Regions from separate parts of the Sus scrofa genome. Here region 1 is linked to region 2. A link is a contact called in public HiChIP or PLAC-seq data. All regions are on one chromosome and are shown on one strand. The core of a region is the stretch at or near the end of the contact, and the rest is flanking DNA. Distances in the headings are between cores, read along the strand shown.

Region 1 (5,445 bases), core at 1,030-3,529, 78 kb before region 2:
ATGGCCCTGCAGCATCTCTCACAGGCCTCTCACAGTCACATCATCACAAACTCCTGATTCCTCCCCCAGATGTGCTGCTCCCACAGTTCTCTTCATCCTAGTAAATGGCAATTCCAATCTACTAGTCAGAACTCTTCTCTTTCTCACACCCTCCCCCAGTGGTCCTACCACACTTCATTCCTGTCAGCTCCACCATCCAAGGGCCTCTAAATCCAACCACATACTCCCCTGTTTCCCGAACCCTTGACCAGCGCCTGTCACCTGGATTACTGCAAGCCCCAGATGGCCTTGCCTGATGGGTCTCCTGTCAGTCACCACTCTGATTTTAAAAACCGCTTTTACAGATGCAACTTACAAACAACACGGCTTGCCTGCTGCCTACAATGTACAACCCATATGGCTTTCAGCACATTCCCAGACTCAGTGGGGCCATCATCTCAGGGAATGTGAGAACACTTCCAACATTTCAAAAAGAAACTCTGTATCCCCTAGCCACCTGCCTCCCCCAACCTCCCCATGTCTCCCAGCCTAAGAAAACTGCCTTCTGTTTCCCTGGATTAGTCTGTTGTGGATACTGCCTAGAAACAAACCTCTTTGAGGTTCTCGCTTCCTCCTGAACCCCCCTTCTCTATGCCTCCTCCCTCTTCCTCCCCTACCCACACGCTGGCCTCCTGGTGCTCCCAGAACACTCCCTTATCAGGTCCCCTCCACCTGGATCCACACTCCCCAGATCTCTGCATGGCCACACGCCATGTCTGCTGTCTGCTCGGATGTCACCTTCTCAGCCCAGGAAGGCCTCCCTGACCTCCGCAGAAAATGCCATTCCCATCATTCCCTGACCCGTACGCCCTACTTCCTTGCTCCACATCACTAATTATTCTATATACCACTTATGCAATATAGAAATCTAATCTATAATTTATATATTATGTACATATTTTTTTTTGTCTTTTTTTTGCTATTTCTTGGGCCGCTCCCGCGGCATATGGAGGTTCCCAGGCTAGGGGTCGAATCGAAGCTGTAGCCACCAGCCTACACCAGAGCCACAGCAACGCGGGATCCGAGACGCGTCTGCAACCTACACCACAGCTCACGGCAACGCCGGATCGTCAACCCACTGAGCAAGGGCAGGGACCGAACCCGCAACCTCATGGTTCCTAGTCGGATTCGTTAACCACTGCGCCACGATGGAAACTCCATATATGTATATACATATACAGAATATATGATATTAAGTGGACGTGTGTGTGTCCACTTAGTATCATTTTTTTCTTTTTATAATGGCCTGTGTCCTCCTGCCATCCATGGAACAGAAGCTCCAGAGGGAAGGGTGTTATCACTTTTGTACCTTCAGTGCCTTGAACAGCACCTGAAATGTACTCTATAAATATTACCAAATGAACAGCAGAAATAGAACTGGAACGTGAGTCTGTCGGACTCCCAAACCTGTACCGTTAGTCACAGGACTCTGCAGATCTTAGAAAATGGGGCGTATGTGAACAGTGGCAAAAGGCAGAAAGGTCTAATGTCCACGCTCAGCGCGGTGGAGGCTGAGGTACATGGTTGCCCAGGTCTGCCCTCAGCACGGGGTGTTCATTACCCCAGCTCACAACCACATCCTCAGGACCTGCTCTGCCCCTTTTCAGAGCAGCCTGTATCCCACGATCAATGTGGACTGTAAAGCCTGCCCAGGCTCTAATCGTCAAAGGCCATTCCGGCTCCCAACCTCCTTGGGAATCGGCTGAAGGCTTTGTTGTGACAGCATGGACGTTCTCCTTTTTCTTCTGTCCATCCTGCTTCCCTTCCTCCCCCAACAGGAACTGACCTTGAGATCATTCCCCTATAAGCTTTGTATGGGCAAATCTCTGTGGCAGAGCCTGCTTCCTGGGGAGCCCGACCTGTGGTGTTCAGAATAAATCATCCAGTGACCTTCCAGAAAGGTCAAAGGAGCTTTAGGAAATGGGGCGCAGGACAAATAAGCTGGGCCTTTGAAAGCTACGCCCCAAACCAGAAGAAGCGACCCTACATGTGTCTGCACAAGCTAGGCTCATCACATCCCTTTTAACGAAATAACCTGGAAAGGAAAAGAATGTTGTGTGCATGACCCAGGACCACCACCATGGCTCTGGAGCACGCCTCATGTGAAAGCAGCTCCATTTCTTGGCCACGCCGAGCTTAGCTTGGGTCCCTGTCTGTGCTGTGACCTCACCCTGCTGAGCCAAATGTACAGTAACTCATGAGTCATTGGGCTCAATCAAAATTTCCTCTTCGCTGCATACCCCGCCCCCACCCAAGGACAGTGGTTATCTCCACCTTCCCCTTCTGGAGCTCGGCTGCTGAGTGGGAGAGAAGAGGGGAGGGGAAAACGGGTCAGTCAAGAAATGACAACCCCAAGGGGGCAGCAATATCCCTGCCTGAAGTCCAGAGAAGAAGAGGCAAAAATTATTTAAATGTACTTGCCTTCAGGTGAATAAAAGTAAGAAAGTAGTCCCCTTTCTAGTGTGGGAGCAGCTTGAGGGCGGGTATCAGTTATCATAAGCAATAGTATAGGCCATTCATAAGACCATGAGTTATAAAGCTCTGTTTGGGGCACGTCCCATATATTCACTAGTTTCATCCTCATAACAACACTATGAGGTAGGGACCAATACCATCACCCCCATTTTACAGAGGAGGAAACTGAGGCACAGAAATCTTAAGAAGAGCCTACTAAGGCTGCCCAGATTACAGATGTGTACCTATCACACTGCCAGTGTGTGTAATTCAGGGCCAGAGTCAGTGCCAGGCTTTGGTGGGGTACATCGCCCCAAGGGCCCTTCTCACAGCTAATCACATAAGCCTCAGGGGCCAGTAGGGGTGAATGGCCCCCCAGAAACCCAGGTTGAAGAGAACAGGGGTTAAGGAGAACTGCAGGGCTTCTCTCCAAGCCCCGTTCTTCCTGTCTGGTGTCAGGGCAGTGTGCATCTCCCCATGGTTTGATTCATGGTGTCTGCTTTCTCTTTGATGCATTCATTCTTTCCAGATTTTTGACTATCTTTCCATTTGCTCACAAGGGAAGGCCTTCTGGGGCGGAAACATCACGCATGACTTAAAGGAGAACAATGGGTGCTGAGGGGCCGAGGAAGCCTGAGTGTGGTGGCTGTATTGTGGTTCCACAGCTTCCTCCAGGCAAGATCTGATCTTACATGACACCCAGCAGGGCCGAGGGAGACATTCATCACTTCCTCCTCAACAAAAGGTGCTAATAAAAGAAACTTTTCCTCTCATGGGCCGGTTAGCCACTGTGTTGATTAGAGCAAGATCTTAATGGATTGTGAGAGTTCCCGCTGTGGCTCAGCAGAAATGAACCAACCAGTATCCAGGAAGATGTGGATTCTATCCCTGGCCTCGCTCAGTGGGTTAAGGATCCAGCATTGCTGGGAGCTGTGGTGTAGGTCGCAGACACGGCTTGGATCTGGCATTGCTGTGGCTGTGGCGTCAGCTGTAGCTCCAATTAGACCCCTAGCCTGGAAACATCCATTAGCTGGACCTGTGGCCCTAAAAAACTAAAAACAAAACTTTAGAGATTGTGATTATTTACTTGTCCTTTCAGAGTATTCTTTTCCTTGAACCTACAAGCACCATCCCTTCCCAACATACACAGAGAAGCTTAGCTGTATTTTCCTTGGGTACCTCTGGGTAGTGTTGTTTATTCCCAAGTTACCCTCCAGGACCACAAAGAGTGAGGATCTTCCTAGGTTTCAGATTTTGGAGATGTGAGAATGTCTAGGTCTAGCTAAATCAGTGTTCCCCAAGCTGTTTTCATTATCACCCCCTAAGGAGACTTGTCAAATATTTTTTTTTCCTAATGGTCCTTCTCCTCATGACATTACTGGATATCAGCATATCTCAGGGTCATGAACCACTGTAATTTCTAAGATTTTTTTCCCCACATCTTTGCCCCTCCTGCTTCTCTCCACCTAAGAGACACCTTGGGGGCAATCTCTCCTGTTAAGACTGCATGAGCTAGAATCAGCAACTGAGTTCTCAGCCCTGGCACGTTCTTCCTTTTAGGTAGTGATTGCTGACATCCTGCACTAGCACTGCATTTTGTGCTCCTGTTTGTAAATAAATTCCCATCTACCTCCTGCAGTCAAAACTTAAGCCTAGGAGTTCCTGTCATGGCTCAGTGGTTAACGAATCTGACTAGGAACCATGAGGTTGCAGGTTCGATACCTGGCCTTGCTCTGTGGATTAAGGATCCATCAGTACCAAGAACTAAACAGACAGTTCTCCAAAGAAGACATACAGATGACCTATAAAACACATGAAAATATGTTCAACATCACTCATTATTAGAGAAATGCAAATCAAAACCACGATGAGGTACCACCTTACACCAGCCAGAACGGCCATCATCCAAAAGTCTACACACAATAAGTGCTAGAGAGGGTGTGGAGAAAAAGGAACCCTAGTACACTATTGATGGGATTGTCAAATGGTGAAACCACTGTGGAAAACAGTATGGAGATTCCCCAGAAAACTAAACATAGAACTACCATTTGATCCAGCAATCCTACTCCTGGGCATCTATCCAGAGAAAATGACTCGCAAAGACACATGTACTCCGACGTTCACTGCAGCACTATTTGCAATAGCCAAGACATGGAAACAACCTAAACAGAGGAGTGGATCAAGCAGATGTGGTACCTATACACAATGGGATATTACTCAGCCATTAAAAGGAACAAAATACCAGCATTTTTAGCAACATGGATGGATCTAGAAATTACCATGCTAAGTGAAGTCAGCCATACAATGAGACACCAACATCAAATGCTTTCACTGACATGTAGAATCTGAAAAAAGGACAGACTGAACTTCGTTGCAGAACAAATGCTGACTCACAGACATTGAAAAACTTGTGGTCTCTGGAGGAGAGAGTTTGGGGGGTGGGGGATGTGCTTAGGTTGTGGGATGGAAATCCTGTGATATTGGATTGTGATGATCATTATACAACTACAGATGTGATAAATTCATTTGAGTAATAAAATAAATAAGTAAATAAATAAAAAATAATTAAAAAAAAAAAAAAGATCCGTCAGTGCTGTGAGCTGTGGTGTAAGTCACAGACGCAGCTTGGATCCCGCATTGCTGTGGCTGTGGCGTAGGCCAGTGGACCTTAAGCCTAAAGCAGTTTCACTACTAGGTAAAGGACTCAAGAGAAATGAAAGTATAGTAAAAGTATATAGCAGAGAGCATAGTATAAGAAAGTTATGTAGTGTGTATGTGTGTGTGTGTATATATATATGAGAAAGTATACCACATAGTATAAGAAAGTTCATAGCAGCTTTAATAATATTAGCAAAAACTGGAAACAATCTAAGCTATCTTCAATAAGAGAATAGACAGATAAGTTAGGACACAGTCATACAATGGACTATTACCAGCAATAAAAAGGAACAA
Region 2 (5,008 bases), core at 198-2,697:
CCCAAACCATGATGTTACCCTGATCATAACCTCTTTCATCTCAAAATTGGTCTTCTAATGTACCTTATTTTACTGGTTGCTATAAATGTCCCAAACATAGGTGTCATCCTTAACAACCCCCTCACAGACATGCACACATAGAATTCACTAACACGTACCTCCTAAATAGGTCTTGAATCTCTTCACCTCTCTCAGTGACTTTCGTAACTGTCACGTAGTTGATCACCTCTCCCATCCTAGGCTTCTGTGACATCATGTGTATCTCCTTTATGACACCTGTCAGGGCTTTGGTTTAGCATTTTTGTGTGTGATTACTTAACAACTGTTTCCCTTGATTAGAGAGCAACATAAACATTTTCTATAAAAGTCCAGATAGTAAATATTTTAGGCTTTGTAGGCCCTGTGGTCTCTGTTGCAACTAGTGAACTCTGCCGTTGTGGCATGAAAGCACCCATAGATAACATGCAAACAAAAGAGTTTGTGTTCCAGTAAAACTTTATTTACAAAACAGGTGGTGGTCAAGATTTAGTCTGTGGACTATAGTTTGCCAACCACTGCTCTAGACTCTAAGTTCCATAAGAAGAGGGAGTGTATATTCCCATTACTTACTAGAGCTGTTCGTGCATAGTAGGAACCCCAGAATTTGTGGAATGAGTCTGAATGAATGAAAAATTGATTCACATAATCTCTAATCTCTGTGATCCTTGGATTTCTCATGTCACAATTTCATTGTATGAATTGCAGTCAAATATGATTATTCAGGTGAAGCAATCAATTAGTGTATAAATATATTAAAATGAAGAGTTCTTTAAAGTAAAATCTTTTGTCAAAAAAAAAGTGAGAACCACCTGAAAAATCTTTCAAAAGAGTAGAATACTTTTGAGAAAGAGGATTATGGTTTCAGGATTTCAAAAAAGGATTATGTGTTCAAGATTTTTTTTTTTTTCTCATCTTTTCTAGGGCTGCATCTGGCCAGAGGGAAGATCTTTGTCTAATTTTTTTTTTTTTTGTCTTTTGTCTTCTTAGGGCAGAACCCATGACACATGGAGGTTCCCAGGCTAGGGGTCTAATCAGAGCTGTAGCCGCCGGCCTATACCACAGCCACAGCAACATCAGATCCTTAACCCACTGAGCAAGGCCAGGGATCGAACCTGCAACCTCATGGTTCCTAGTCAGATTCCTTAACCACTGCACCACAATGGGAACTCTCCTATTTTTTAATTATTAGAGGCAGGAGGAGGAAATATTGAAGGTATTTTAGGTGCTAACAAAATCAGGAGTGTGGTGAATATGAAGAGCATAAACATAAGACACCAAAGCATGGAAGGGGCACATAGGGCAAGCGGCCTCCTGTTGCAAAGGGCCATGTGAGGTTTGAACAAATAGTAATGTTATTATAATCAAGTTTTGCTTCCTTATTCACACCCACCCAACTTTAATGATGTCATGGTTTTTCCATGTGGGAACAAGTATGACTGGTGGTGGTAGGGGAGTTCCCACCACCATCATCTATACTGCATAGATGCAAATTAGTAATATTTGTAGCTGTTGAGAAATTTTCCATAATGACATTTTGAAAATGTTGTTAAATATTATTGTTAGTATTAAATATCTCTCTAATGAAAAAATATATATTTAGATGCTTTCTTATGATGATTATTATAACTTCATGTGGTATGGCTTAAGACATATGCCTGTGCTACTAGCAGTGAAGTCATGTGAAGTCAAAAGCTAGATGTTCGTGGAGTGGAAAGACTCAAGTGTAAGGGGACTAGCAACGACTAGTAAACTGGAGAGCCCTGTGTAAACAGGGCTGCAGGTGCTCAGCTCCAGCCAGGTGCTTCTGTGCCAGTTTATTGTTGCCAGACCTTTAAAATGTCCAAGAGAAGCTGGAAGTCCAGATGTTTATATACAGTTAGCTGATTTTTAAATGTTGGTAGTCTATGCACATTTTTTAAAAGTGTAGTCAATACTTTTATGAGTTCAGCAAAACTATACCTTTAGGTGTCAGCCTGTGGGCAGTTTTTTTTTTTTTCACAACTTTTGCTTTACATTACCAAATGTACAGATTTTATTGATTTGATTTTGAATTTGGGAGGTGAATTTTAGCTTTTTGGTGTCACTTTCCTATTATTTCCTATTAATCTTTGTCTGCTTTGCTATGTTAGATTACGCATGTTAGTAAGATATAACTGTAAAAACACTATATGTAAAAATGATACAGTATTGGCTGGAGTTCCCATTGTGGCGCAATGGTTAACGAATCCAACTAGGAACCATGAGGTTGCAGGTTTGGTCCCTGCCTTTGCTCAGCGGGTTAAGGATCCGGTGTTGCCGTGAGCTGTGGTGTAGGTTGTAGACGCGGCTCGGATCGCACGTTGCTGTGGCTCTGGCATAGGCTGGCGGCTACAGCTCCGATTAGACCCTTAGCCTAGGAACCTCCGTATGCCACGGGAAGCAGCCCTAGAAAATGCAAAAAGACAAATAAATAAATAAATAAAGTGATACAGTATATGCTAATTTTCTTTTAACAGTTCCCTTAGAAATATAACCCCATTTTTTATCCTCACATCTTTACCATAGCAATTGGAAATGTATTTCATGCTTTTAATACCCCATCTAACAGTACAATGACTCTTCAGTGTTGGATCTATGCTTGTTTTAGGCAGTATTCTTTAGTAAAACCTCATTTATGTGTCCTTGTGTCTAGCTGTACAGCAATTTGAAAGTTGTGTTTTCTTTCTAGTTTTCAAAATTTGGGTATTCGATGTGTAAAAAAAAAAGAAGTAAAAGAAGCTATTATTTCAAGAATACGGGCAGGAATCAATCCTTTCAATGGTAAGTATGTTTGATACAATTGTTTCTATTATTTGAGTATTGACTTATTTGTATTAAGTGATTTCTATTTGTATCTTGAACCTGTGGGGTTTTTTTATTACATATTTAAATTAAAGTATAGTTGATTGACAATGTGCCATTGAAACTGTGTTTTAAAAGCTGTCTTAAGTTCTCTGTTCACTTACATACGTGTCTTGTGTCAGAGGAATGAAGTGTATTTAAAATGTTTCAGTTTTAAAAGAATTCTCATTCAGACAGAGCTTTCTACTATCAGCAAAGAGTGTCATTTTTTTTCTAAGAAAACCATCTCAAAAATATTCTGATTCTTTGTGAATGTGGCCATCTTTTCACCACTCCACAGACAATATACACTCCCCTCTCTGAATGTTGAGTAGGCACTGTGGTTATAAGGTATTGGAGTACATTTATCTCAAGGGCATATTCAACAGTGTAACCTAAATTAATTCCAGTGTGAAATATATAGTAGAAGCTATATGATATATTTTCGTGGTGTATTTGTGTACACAGCTAAATATCTACTGTTCATTGGATTTTGTTGGGGAGGCACTATCTGGTGTAGCACTTGGTAATTGTGCCACAGTGGCTGCAGAATAGGTGAGGGCTATATTTTTTGAATAGAAAAATGACTCCCAAGCCATATGCTAACATCCTGTACTACAGTAGTCGCCATTGTAAAGTCATCTGTAGCTTCTTAAATATGCATAATTCAAGTACTGAACAGTTATACAATTTCCAAAGAATAGATTTCTTTGTCATATGTAAGAGAGTCTTACATTGTTGGTTTGTGTTTTTCCTGGATGTATGAAGATAATTTAAGGGATATGGTGATAGTTTAATATGCTCGCAGACAAGTACTGTTTTTATGAATTATCAGATCTGCATCTCTTTTCACTGGGTCTTTATTTTTCATATTTAGTATCATACTAAAAGCAAAAGTCCCTTTCTATTCCTTTAGTCTTACCATAAAAGTCTACTCTTAAATTTGATGTAAAATTTTCTAGAATTTCCTTTATACATGTGTCATATGTGTACATGCTTCTTTATACAATTGGAATCATGTTTTACTTCCTAATCTACTACTCCTTTCTTTTCACTCAGGAATATATCTTAAACATCTTTCCATGTTAGTTCTTATATATCTGGCTTACTTTTTAATGGTACTCTATGGTTTGGATAGACTGTAATTTGTTTATCTAATCATCTATTAATAAACATTTAAGTTATTTTCAGTTTACTAAAAAAACTCCATGGGGAGGGGGAAACTCCATTGAGTAGATACTTTGAGCTCTTAATATGATAATTTCCTTAAATTTTCTCTGCCTTCAGTTCCTTATTTATAAAACAGAGCTAATAATAGTACCTACTTCATAGGTTATAAGAATTAAATGAAGTAAAATATGTAAAGCACTTATGTACTAGGAACTATTCAAAGTGCTGTATGAGTGTATGTTATTAATCTCATGCCTCATTCTGGATTGGTAAAAATGAAAACCGCTAAAGCCCCGAACTTCCACAGATGGCCCATCTGCCTTCTTACTCCTGCCTCCTCCTTTTTAATGCTTTCCCACCAGAGTTAGGAGATGTAGATTTGAATTCCAGCTCTGCCATTTGTATATGCTACATGACTGGCAAAGTTATGTTACCAAAGCTTTGGTTTATCTCTTCTGTAAAGCAGTGTTGTTGGATGATTAAATAAGATAGTGTACATAAAGTGCTCAATATTTACTCCTTGACATACAAAAAATTCTTAATAAGTGGTAGCTATTATTTACAGTCTTGTTTTATACTACTTTATCCCTGTTTCATATTACATCTAGACTTGATGGTCTAATTAAAAGTTGGCCTTCTGGGAGTTCCGTTCATGGCTCAGCAGTTAACAAACTCGACTAGGATCCATGAGGTTGCAGGTTCGATCCCTGGCCTTGCTTAGTGGGTTAAGGATCTGGCATTGCCGTCAGCTGTGGCGTAGGTCGCAGACTCGGCTTGGATCCCACATTGCTGTGGTTGTGGTGTAGGCTGGCAGCTGTAGCTGTGATTCACCCCTAGCCTGGGAACTCCCATATGCTGCAGGTACTGCCCGCCCCCCCCCCCCGAAAAAAAAAAGTTGGCCTTTTACTTTAGTAATGAATCAAAAGTTTTAAATGACCGT

The links. HiChIP or PLAC-seq counts read pairs in DNA pulled down with a chosen protein or histone mark.
Region 1: an H3K27ac HiChIP or PLAC-seq map of alveolar macrophages shows a contact between it and region 2. The contact joins two enhancer-like sites. A contact is called at or near these places in 2 of 47 Hi-C or Micro-C datasets (blood and epiblast stem cells) and 1 of 2 datasets of contacts at active chromatin or transcription factors (alveolar macrophages).

What each region holds. Positions count from the first base shown.
Region 1 is chr3:80,969,220-80,974,664 of Sscrofa11.1, reverse strand. No RefSeq gene overlaps it. Among named protein-coding and RNA genes, the nearest start is that of PAPOLG, 53 kb to the left of the region's middle. Within about 2 kb of position 2,279, at least 20 of the 83 cell types and tissues checked have an H3K27ac peak or open chromatin away from gene starts, as enhancers often do. A contact at or near this core is called in alveolar macrophages, where this site is marked.
Region 2 is chr3:80,890,705-80,895,712 of Sscrofa11.1, reverse strand. It overlaps REL (proto-oncogene c-Rel), which reads left to right. Exons shown (of 10, transcript XM_005662527.3): 4 at 2,747-2,838. Among named protein-coding and RNA genes, the nearest start is that of REL, 19 kb to the left of the region's middle. Within about 2 kb of position 1,447, at least 2 of the 83 cell types and tissues checked have an H3K27ac peak or open chromatin away from gene starts, as enhancers often do. A contact at or near this core is called in alveolar macrophages, where this site is marked.